2 separate regions of the Mus musculus genome follow, and region 1 is linked to region 2. Evidence: chromatin contacts called from public promoter capture Hi-C data. All regions are on one chromosome and are shown on one strand. Each heading gives the region's core, a stretch centred on a gene start, on an enhancer-like site or on the middle of the called end of the contact. The rest is flanking DNA. Distances are from core to core; before and after follow the strand shown.

Region 1 (4,994 bases), core at 2,109-4,608, 160 kb after region 2:
AGCCAGGCGTGATGGCGCACGCCTTTGATCCCAGCACTCGGGAGGCAGAGGCAGGTGGATTTCTGAGTTCGAGGCCAGCCTGTTCTAACAGAGTGAGTTCTAGGACAGCCAGGGCTACACAGAGAAACCCTGTCTCGAAAAACCAAAAAAAGAAAAAGAACAAGAAAGGAAACCAGGAGGATGTAAGAAATGGCCCCATCAACACAGGACAGACCCTGGGCTGAATGAGACCTGCTGTGGCGTGACATGTCAAAGCAGAAGTGAAGAAGGCCCAGGGACCTGGGAGCTTGGGGAAGCAAGGAAGAAGCCAGAGCACCACTGGGAGGTCAGCAACTCAAACCGCATGCACCCAAGCCCAACCTGCAAGTCTGTCCTACCACTCTCTACTTTATTCACTTGAGGAAGGGCCTCTCACTAAACCTGCAGGTTTTACTTGTTTGATTCTGTTGACACTGGTAGGCCCTCAAGTCCCAGTGATTCCCCTGCCTCCGCTTCCTCCCTTCCAGCACATATACTAAAATTGGAATAACACAGAGAAGATTAGCATGGTCTCCACACAAGGATGTCACACAAATTCATGAACTGTTCCATATTAAAGAAAAAAAGAGCTCATCTATTTTTGTCAAAGTAGACACTAGAAAATTTTGAATGACTTATATAACCTTATCCTTCTACTAAACAGTGTTAGCCTAAAGTAAACTAGCTAAAAAGTCTTGACTTAAGAACTGGCAAGGTGGCCAGAGGTGGTGTGTATGCTTTTAATCCCAGTATTCAAGAAATGGAGACAGGCAGAGTTCAAGGCCAGTCTGGTCTACAAAGCCAGTTCCAGGACACCCAGGGTTACAAAGAGAAACCCTGTCTCAAAAAAACATAACAAAATAAGACTCCTGAAGTTGTCTTTTAGTCTCTACACAACATGGTCATTTACACAGATACATAAGTAATGTAATAATAAATTCTCAACAACAACAACAAAAATGATGCTTATGGGCTGGAGAGATGGCTCAGTGGTGAGCATCCTGCTCTTCCAGAGGAGCTCAGCCCAACTCCTAGTGCCTACATCAGGCATCTCACAAACAGAACCCAGTACTATGGGCATCCCACTCCTCTGTCCTCTGTGGGCATGCTGTAGACACACGTACAGAGACACAAACAAATAATTAAAATTAATTTAAAACATTTTAAAGATGCCACTTATGAGCCAGACATGATGGCCATACCTTTAACCCCAGCACTTGGGAACAGAGGCAGGTGGATCTCTGTGAGTTCAAAGCCAGCCTAACCTACATAGGGAGTTTCAGGCCAGTCAGGGCTACACTGGAAAGTCCTGTCTCAAAAATAAATAAGTAAGCCACTTAGGGAAATTTTGAATTTAGAATAATGCCAACATCAGTAAGAGGTTAGAATAGTAGGTAAAAACTTTCATTCAGTTTTTTTCTTTTTGGTTTTTTGGTTTTGTTTTTTTTTTTTTGGTTTTTTTTTTTGGTTTTGTTTTTTTTTTGTTGTTGTTTTTTTTTTGTTTTTGTTTTTTTTTTAAGATGAGATCTGCTGTCACTCAGGCTGGCCTCAAAACTCACAGCAATCCTCCTGCCACAACCTCTGCCAACCAACTTTTTCCAGGCTGCATACACAAGCTCATGCTCACAGAAACAAACTAAGAGCTACACCCAGGGAAGAGGCATGGAATGAAGGGCTGGCCGCACAGCCCTGAGAGGCATCTCACCTCTCCTTGGCGCCGGGTCTTGGGGGAAGGGCTGAAGAAGTTGTGCAGCACAGAGAGCTCTGTGCTGAAGAGCGCACTCTCTTTCTCTAGGATATACTGCTTCAGCAGTGGTGAGACTTCATCACCAAAGAGAGCCTGGTTGTCTTGCCAAATCTGCCTCTTCACTTCCACAGCACATGCCCGGTACAACTCCTTGTCAGCCATCACCAGCTTCAGCTTCTTCTCAGGAACCTACACAGTAAACACCACAGCTCCCTGCAAGCCCTGCCTGTGTCGCCATGAGGACACAGCTGCCTCCATGAGGCCTCAGCTGCCCACAGACCCTACAGAGCCCAGACTGTGATGGACCTCCAACTCTTAGCAGGTGAATTCAGGCATCCAGAATCTCCACAGTCCTCTTCCCACAAAAGACCCACCCTGCACTTCAAGGGATAAATATTTCCATTTGGCTCAACCAGGGGAAGTGTGTGATATAAAGAAGGGGCCCAGAGCTTGCTGGAGGGCAAGTCCATCAAACTTTCCCAGAGCTAAGCAACTTCCTGCACTAAACACACAGTCTGAGAGGCTGGCCCCACAGTTCTCACCTTGGGCAAGTGTTTCATAACACACATCACCACTGGTTGTAGGGATGGCATCTTGACCAAAGAAAAGCTCTTTTCCAGAAGGTCTTCCAGCTTCTTGTACCTGCACAGATTTGCACAGCTGAGGAAGTGTGTCTCCACATGCAGAACATACAGAGAAGAGGAATCCCTCAAACACATTCCATTCCAGGTTGTATCTACAGGTAGGGCTGTGCAGCCATGGAGACCATCAATGCTACTCACAAAGATAAGCAGCTTCCTGGTAGAGACCCACCTCTCCTCTGCCTTTCCCTCAGAGGCAATTGCTGACACTCGTTCCAGAAGTTTGTCACGTAGTTCATCAAACACTGACTGATGGAACTCCAGCCGCGGTGTCCCGTGTAGATCCAAGAAGGGCAGGGCCGACTGCAGGGAAGGCAGCAACACGCCATTCTCTGTCTGGAGAAGCAGAGGGTAAACGCGTACGCATTTTGCTTGGCCGCAGCCAAGTCAGCACGGACACCACGGATGCCGAGTACTAGGGTCCGCCATAGTAACAGCGGAAAAGGGAAAACACTCAGTTACTCAGCGGGTCCCTAGCGCAGAACCTTTAGCGCCTCCATCCAAGCGTCGGGAGCGCGCCGAATTGTGTCCAGCTTCCCTAGCTGCCCCGGCCCCTTCTGCCCACCTGAAATTGTTCAATGGCCTTGAGAGGCTCGGTGCAGTTGGTCAGGGTCTCTTTCAGGTCCTCGCCATTGGCCACGCCCAGGTCCTGGAGCCCCGCGAACATGGCGGAGGCTCCGGCGGACGCTCGGCTGTGTACCCCATCCCCACCGCGCTCCGCTGGAGCCGTAGCGGACCCTGACGGAGCCCCAGAAGCCCTCTCCACGGTGCCACGAGGACCCCCCAAGCCCCGTTCGCCCGCCGCCTCCAGTGTGGCCAGATCGCGTCAGCAGAGCAGCTCGCACGGACCCACACCTCCCACTTCCGCCCTTGACTGCCTAGGTCCAGCAGCCAATAGGCCCCGGGAAAACGCCTCCGCCGCCCGCAGGTTCCGAGCAGCGACTTGCTACCCAGTGAGAGGTCGTGAGAACGTGCTCAAGGGGCGGGGTCGAGATGTGAAGTTACCCCATCTCCGGAGGCCTTAGCCACTCTAGCCCGCGCTCTTGTCAGTACGATGAAAATTTCAGCTTTTCAGTTCGACTGCTCTCTGGGAACCAGAACCTACGACAGTTTCAGGGGATCTGATGCCCTCTTCTGACCTCCACAAGCACCATGGGGTATACAGACATACATGCATTTATATGCATAAATGAAGTCACTTTTTAAGTGAGTTCTGGTTTGGGCTTAGTAGTACAATTTTTTTCCCCCTTGAGACATGGACACTTTAGACTTGGTTGTCTCAAACTCAGACCCTCTGCTTCCTGACTGCTGGGGTTAAAGGCTTGTGCTGTCACACTTGGCAATGATGCATATCTTTAATCCTAGCACTTGGGAGGTAGAACCAGGAGACTCTCTGTTAGTTCAGGACTAGCCTGGTTTACACAGTAACTTCCAAGACAGCCAGGGCCTGTCTGGGGAGGATGGAAAGAAAGAAAGAAATCAGCTCTGAGAGCTAGGAAAATAATAGCTCAGCAGTTAAGAACGTTTTCTGCTTATTGCAGGGGGCCTGGGTTCAGTTCCAGCACCTACATAGCAGCTCTGTAACGTCACTTCCAAGGAATCTAATGTCTTCTGGGTACTAAGCACACATACACATACATACAAGCAAACAAAACACCATACACATAAAATACATTTTAAAAACGTTCTTTAGTGAGATCTGTGTCTGGGTGTGGAAGAAAGTATGGAGAGAGCTCTGGAGAAATTGCTATTACTAGCTGCAGGGCAAGGCTCCTGAAGGGGGCTACTTCTAAGTAGGAAGGCAGATCAACAGTGCTGAGGGAACCATCATTGGGCAGGGGCTAGGGTGGGAAGGCTTTGGGCGTGGGTTCTCAGAACACAAGTTACCAAACCCAGTTGACTCTTCAGGTCAAGGCTCCAGGGGAGTAGGGCCAGTGTCTGGTGAGCTGATTCCCTGGGTCCTACCTCAGTGGGCTAGGCAAGGCTGTCTGCAGACAGGTGTCTGCACCCCAGGTTCTGACTTCCCATCCCATCCCAATAGTTCCTCAGCCCAGCAAGCATCCCTGATCCTCAGGTAGATGCTGGACCTTAGGTGAGTGGATTAGATTGTCCCACATTGCCTTTTCCTATTCTATCCTAGGTCAGAAAGCTTAGGGTTAGTTCCCAGACTGCCATTTCAATCCTGAAGAAAAGAACACCACGCAGGAACAGAGAAAGCCAGAAATACCAGGGAAGCAGAAAGCCACATATTCAAGACAGCCCATTGGGCAAAGGATGGGCAACCAGGCACACCAGAGACCACAGTTCAGAAGAATCATTTGCATCTTGGTATAGTGGGGTGAAAGGGGACTCTGGGAAGACTCTTCTTGTTGGACAGCCTAAGCCAGAAGAGTGGGTGAGGGGTGTCTAGAGGATCAGAAAGCCGGCTATAGACAAAGAGTTCCAAAGGAAGCCTTGGTAAGCCTCAAGAGAGGTCAGCTTTGCAACCTATACCCGATGGGCCTATAGTGTGCAGAAAGGGCCTGTGTCGTGGCGCTTGGGTCTGCGCACTCCTTGAATAACTACTCCAGGCGAAGATGGGAAGCGTG
Region 2 (4,764 bases), core at 1,076-3,575:
AGACTCGACTGGCCTATGTGTGCTGCGTCCGGCAGCTGGAGATGGTGAAGAACAGCGACTACTGTGAGTACCTGAGGCCTCCCATCGACAGTTACCGCACCCTGGACTTCGGCAAATTTGATGAGATCTGTGTGAGTATCACCAGCTGGCTAAGAGAAAAGAGGACCTGGGGATCAATTACCTTTCCAGCCTCTTTTCTAAGAGCACTAGGAGGGGCCTCCTCAAGTGCCTGATGGGGCCTCCTATGTACACAGGAAGTTGGGTATCAACATGGGCGGACAGTGTTTGACATCTGGGTCCGGAGTGGTGTCCTAGAGAAGATGTTGCAGGACCAGCAGGGGACAAGCAAGAGGAAGGACTGTGGGGTGAGAGGGCAGGAGGGTCAGGTTGGGCAGGGTAGGGGTCCTCTGTACCAGCAGCATCCCCTGCACCCACTCTGCCTGCCCTCGGGTGTGTAGCCTGAGACAGGTGATGTGCCATGCTTTCTGCCTTTCTCCAGGTGTTCACCTGCCCCAATTCCTCCTTCACGGACCTTGCTGAGATTGTGTCACGGATTGAGCCGGCCAAGGTGGCTGCAGTGGATGGTGAGTAGATGTCTGGAGAGTGGGACAGGAAAGAGGTGGTAGGACTCCACTACACTAGGCCCTCACTCTTGCCCTTGAAGAAGTCACCAACTCTTGAGCTCTACTGGCCAAGAAGCTCAGTACTGCTTCTCCATGTGTCAAGACCCAGAGCCCATCTGTCCAGTTCCCACCACATGGGATTGCCTCCTAGGCCACTCAGGCTTCCCCCTCATCACTCCATAGAGCATCCTAACCACACCACAGACCTTAAGGGGAACCTACTGGCAGAGGAGGCCTTAGGAGGCCCGAGGGCCACATCCAACAACATGGCTCTGATCTACAACCCTGCAATGGGGCCCCCCATCTTGCAACAGAGCAACATGTTCTGCAGAATTCCCTGCTGCATGTACCATCTTAAAGAAGAACTTGAAAGGTGCTCTGGAGTCTTCCCAGGGTGAGAGCCCCAACACTGAGCTGAGTTTGTGCTGGTCTCCTTACACAACTCTGACCCGGCCCCCATGTGTGGTTAGGGAGTAGGTGAGGAGGGTCATGTTTTTGTGAAAAACACACAGGACACATTGTGGCGTGAGATGAACAAAGGCGCCTGTGAAGTGTTGCTGGGTCTGGAGGTTCCTCTGGCAGCCCTGGCACTGGGCAGCTCTCTGGGAACTGTTACAGTGGGGCTGGGCATGGCCATGTTCTGCTTCCCTTTTAGCCTTGCTTGGCACAGCCACTGTCCTTGGAGAGAGGACCAATGGAGCCCTCTCTTCTGCTCTAGATGAGTCTGACTATCAGACCGAGTATGAGGAGGAACTGCCAGCCATCCCCAAGGAAACGTATGCTGACTTCCAGAGCACTGGGATTGAGCTAGACTCTGACTCGGTGAGGTGCTGAACCCTGCCTTGCCTGTGCCGGACTCTGAGGTCCCCAAACAGGGCCTGCCCCTGGTCCCTGACTCTGGGCTAGCTACTGGTTTTCCCACTCCAGGTGATACAGTCTGGGGTCGGGCAAGCCCCCACTTTGCATATCTTGACCATGTCTGATTTGCTTCCAGGAATATGAGCCTTCGATGTTGCAAGGACCCCCCAGCTTGACTTCCCCAGAACAGTCCCAGGACTCCTTCCCTTGGCTCCCTAATCAAGATGACCAGGGGCCAAGACTGGAACATCCTTCCTGACTGGATAAATAAATAAAACACCTGGGCCTCACCCTTAGACTGAGGCTGCACCCATTCCTTAGAGGCTACTTCAGTTGCCTGACAAGATCAAACTGGATGATATAGCCATCTGGCTTCTTCCAGAGACATGGGCTGTGTTATTGGAGTCGTGGGCCTCTTCACTTCCCCGGCACCCTTGTATCCCCACAGCAGTACTGAGGAGCACGGACGCCTCTGTGAGGCATGGGAAGGTGGGATTGTTGAACTAATAAACGTTAATCTGATTGTGTGGCTATTTTACTCTGGTGTAAAGGTTGCAGGGGCAAAGAGCTAAGTGGACCTGAGGTCGGGAAGGTCAGTGGGTGATCTCTTGTTCTTTCAGGACCCTTTTGCTTCCAGGCAGCAACTCTAGGCTGGGCTAGGATGCTCCGGGTCTGAAGGAAACTAGGGTTTCCCCCTAAATCAAGGGTTTCTTTGGGCATACACAGGCCCTGGCCTAAGTGGAAGGGCATCACTTTTATGCCCCCAAGAAGAAAGCCTCCGGGAGGAGCCGCCTTTTAGCCACGCCCTTATCTGTCATCATGGGGGTGGTGCCAACTCAGGCTCAGCGTCAGGAGGCGGAGCACCGCCCCCGGGTCCAGCCGCGCTCTCCTACAGTGGCTGGACGCGCTGGGCGCTGGGTGCGGCCATGCGGGGCCTGGGCCTAAGTCTGACCCTGACCCTGAGGCTGAGACCTAGCGCGACCTCAGGCGCCGTACGGCTCCCCCGGCAGAGGCGGCGGGCGCGAGGCGCGCTCTGAAATCCGGGGGATGCGCGGGCGCCGTGACCATGGGTGCCGCCGCCTCCAGGAGGAGGGCGCTGAGGAGCGAGGCCATGTCCTCGGTAGCGGCCAAAGTAAGGTGAGTGGGCCGGGCTGACCGGCTACTGCTGCCGGCTACCCTCTGTGGTATGTGCTGCTACCCCAATGCCCTGTGATCTTCCTGTTCCGGAGTGGGCATTGGGCCTTAAAACCTGACGCCCACAGGCTGGGCAGATTAGACAGAAAGTAGTAGGAGGTCTCTGACCAGGATGCCCTGGCACTCTGTGGTGGGTGGGAAGAGCCCACCTCTTCTCATGTTGATGTGGAAGGCCTGGGTGGGGGTAAGTATGGTAGGGAGGGTCTTGCCAGTATTGGAGGCTGGTAGCCAGCTTGTACTGACCCGTGTTCCCTCTGCTTACCATGCAGAGCAGCCCGAGCGTTTGGAGAGTACCTGTCCCAGAGTCACCCTGAGAACCGCAACGGTGCAGGTAGGCACACTGGAAACAAAAGGCTGTTCTGGGTGAGTCCTCTGCCCCAGGCCAAGGCCAGGACCAGGACCAGGGCCAGGGCCAGGGCCAGTGGAGTGTGAGCCAGCCCAGGTACCTTGCTGGCCTGTCTACCTCACATCCCTTGCCCTCCAGGGCCCAGAACCCTAGGAGGAGCTCCAGTCACCCATCTCCATGGCGCCCTCCCAGCCTGGGTTGTTGGCATGGCAACAGGCCTCTTGGCACCCCCAGGGCTGGCACCACTGTCTGGGGGCCAGCTGGTGGGGGGAGGGGAGGAATTGGCACCAGGCAAATGGGTGTATCTGCAGGCTCTTGGGGGGATATCGGCCTGTCTATTCTTAACTTCTGATGATTATGCACAGGTAGTGAGGCCTGCCTGCCGCCCCAATCCTCACTCTCACAAGGGCTTCAGGCCCAGATAAGCAGAGAAACAGGCCACCTGGTAGAGCCTTCTCTAGTAACCTCAGCCCCCTCATTAAGGTTGGGGCTTGTTGAGTGTGCCAGAGGACCGGGAGGGTAGACCATCAGGCTGAAGGTTCACCTGATGCCTTTCCCTAGACCACCTGCTGGCTGACGCCTACTCTGGCCACGACGGGTCCCCAGAGATGCAACCTGCACCCCAGAACAAGCGCCGCCTCTCCCTCGTCTCCAATGGCCGATATGAGGGCAGCATCTCAGATGAGGCAGTCAGCGGGAAGCCGGCTATAGAGGGCCCCCAGCCCCACGTGTACACCATCTCTAGAGAGCCCGCCCTGCTACCTGGCTCTGAAGCTGAAGCCATTGAGCTAGCAGTGGTAAAAGGGAGGAGACAGCGGGAACGGCACCCTCACCACCACAGCCAGCCCCTGCGTGCCAGCCCAGGCAGCAGCCGGGAGGACATCAGCAGGCCCTGCCAAAGCTGGGCAGGAAGCCGCCAGGGCTCCAAAGAGTGCCCAGGATGTGCCCAGCTGGTCCCTGGTCCCTCTTCTCGGGCCTTTGGGCTGGAGCAGCCACCTCTACCTGAGGCTCCTGGCCGCCACAAGAAGCTGGAAAGGATGTATAGCGTTGATGGAGTGTCTGGTGAGGGCCTTATCTTTGGGCCTGGGCAGATACCTGCTGGCCTCTAGCAGCAGCAGCCAACACTGCAAAGCTGGGTACCCTGGTGTGATAGCAGTCAGGATGAAGTCCCTTCCATCTGAGCTCACCTCCTCGCCCAAATCCTGTGAACTGTGGACAAACCAACCTACCACAGTTTATCAAGGATACTTCCTGGAGGAGAGGGCCTGGGAGGACCTTGAAGACATAGATCAGGCCATCTTCAGAAGCTACAAGGGAGGGAAGTTTTTTGGGCCCTGAGGTTATTGATGCTGAGCTGGAAGGGAGGGCTGGGATGCCCTGAGGCATGCTGTACTTAGGGACTATCCTTCCCCCGTGCACCATGCCTGGGCTGCAGAGAGTAGCTCTAGGGGACCCCAGGAAATGAACAACTCATCAAGGTGGGCTGCACCCTAAGGACCTCTCACCCCTCTGGTAGGGATGAAAGGAGGGAAATGTCTGGCCAGCTGGCAGCTAAGAAGGGCTACCTTATGTCCAAGGGGGACAAAATATGACAGTGCAGAGACACCTCTGAGAATGTTCCTCACACTGAACCACTAGAGAGAACGTTAAACAGAGACCACCTCAAGCCAAGCGATAGAAAGATAGCTCAGAGACTAAGAACACTCACTACTAGTGCAAGAGGACCCAGTTTTGGTTCTTAGC

The links. Promoter capture Hi-C pulls out the DNA fragments that hold promoters and counts their contacts.
Region 1: a promoter capture Hi-C map of neural stem cells shows a contact between it and region 2. The contact joins the promoter of Nelfb here to the promoter of Nsmf in region 2. A contact is called at or near these places in 6 of 39 promoter capture datasets (the HPC-7 cell line, HPC-7-derived erythroid cells, cranial neural crest and 4 more), 2 of 115 datasets of contacts at active chromatin or transcription factors (craniofacial prominence and pancreatic cancer cells) and 3 of 9 other capture datasets (adipose tissue, liver and pancreatic islet).

What each region holds. Positions count from the first base shown.
Region 1 is chr2:25,208,131-25,213,124 of GRCm38.p6, forward strand. Nelfb (negative elongation factor complex member B) reads right to left here and starts at 3,359. Exons shown (of 13, transcript NM_021393.3): 1 at 2,972-3,359; 2 at 2,579-2,742; 3 at 2,308-2,407; 4 at 1,724-1,954. The coding sequence starts at 3,217. Stpg3 (sperm tail PG rich repeat containing 3) reads right to left here. Exons shown (of 6, transcript NM_028961.1): 6 at 4,429-4,994. The coding sequence ends at 4,909. It overlaps Gm22572 (a small nuclear RNA gene), which reads left to right and starts at 493; the gene lies at 493-597.
Region 2 is chr2:25,052,054-25,056,817 of GRCm38.p6, forward strand. It overlaps Nsmf (NMDA receptor synaptonuclear signaling and neuronal migration factor), which reads left to right and starts at 2,326. Exons shown (of 16, transcript NM_001039386.1): 1 at 2,326-2,618; 2 at 2,945-3,006; 3 at 3,583-4,083. The coding sequence starts at 2,548. It overlaps Pnpla7 (patatin-like phospholipase domain containing 7), which reads left to right. Exons shown (of 35, transcript NM_146251.4): 31 at 1-131; 32 at 255-365; 33 at 500-584; 34 at 1,342-1,445; 35 at 1,618-2,019. The coding sequence ends at 1,740.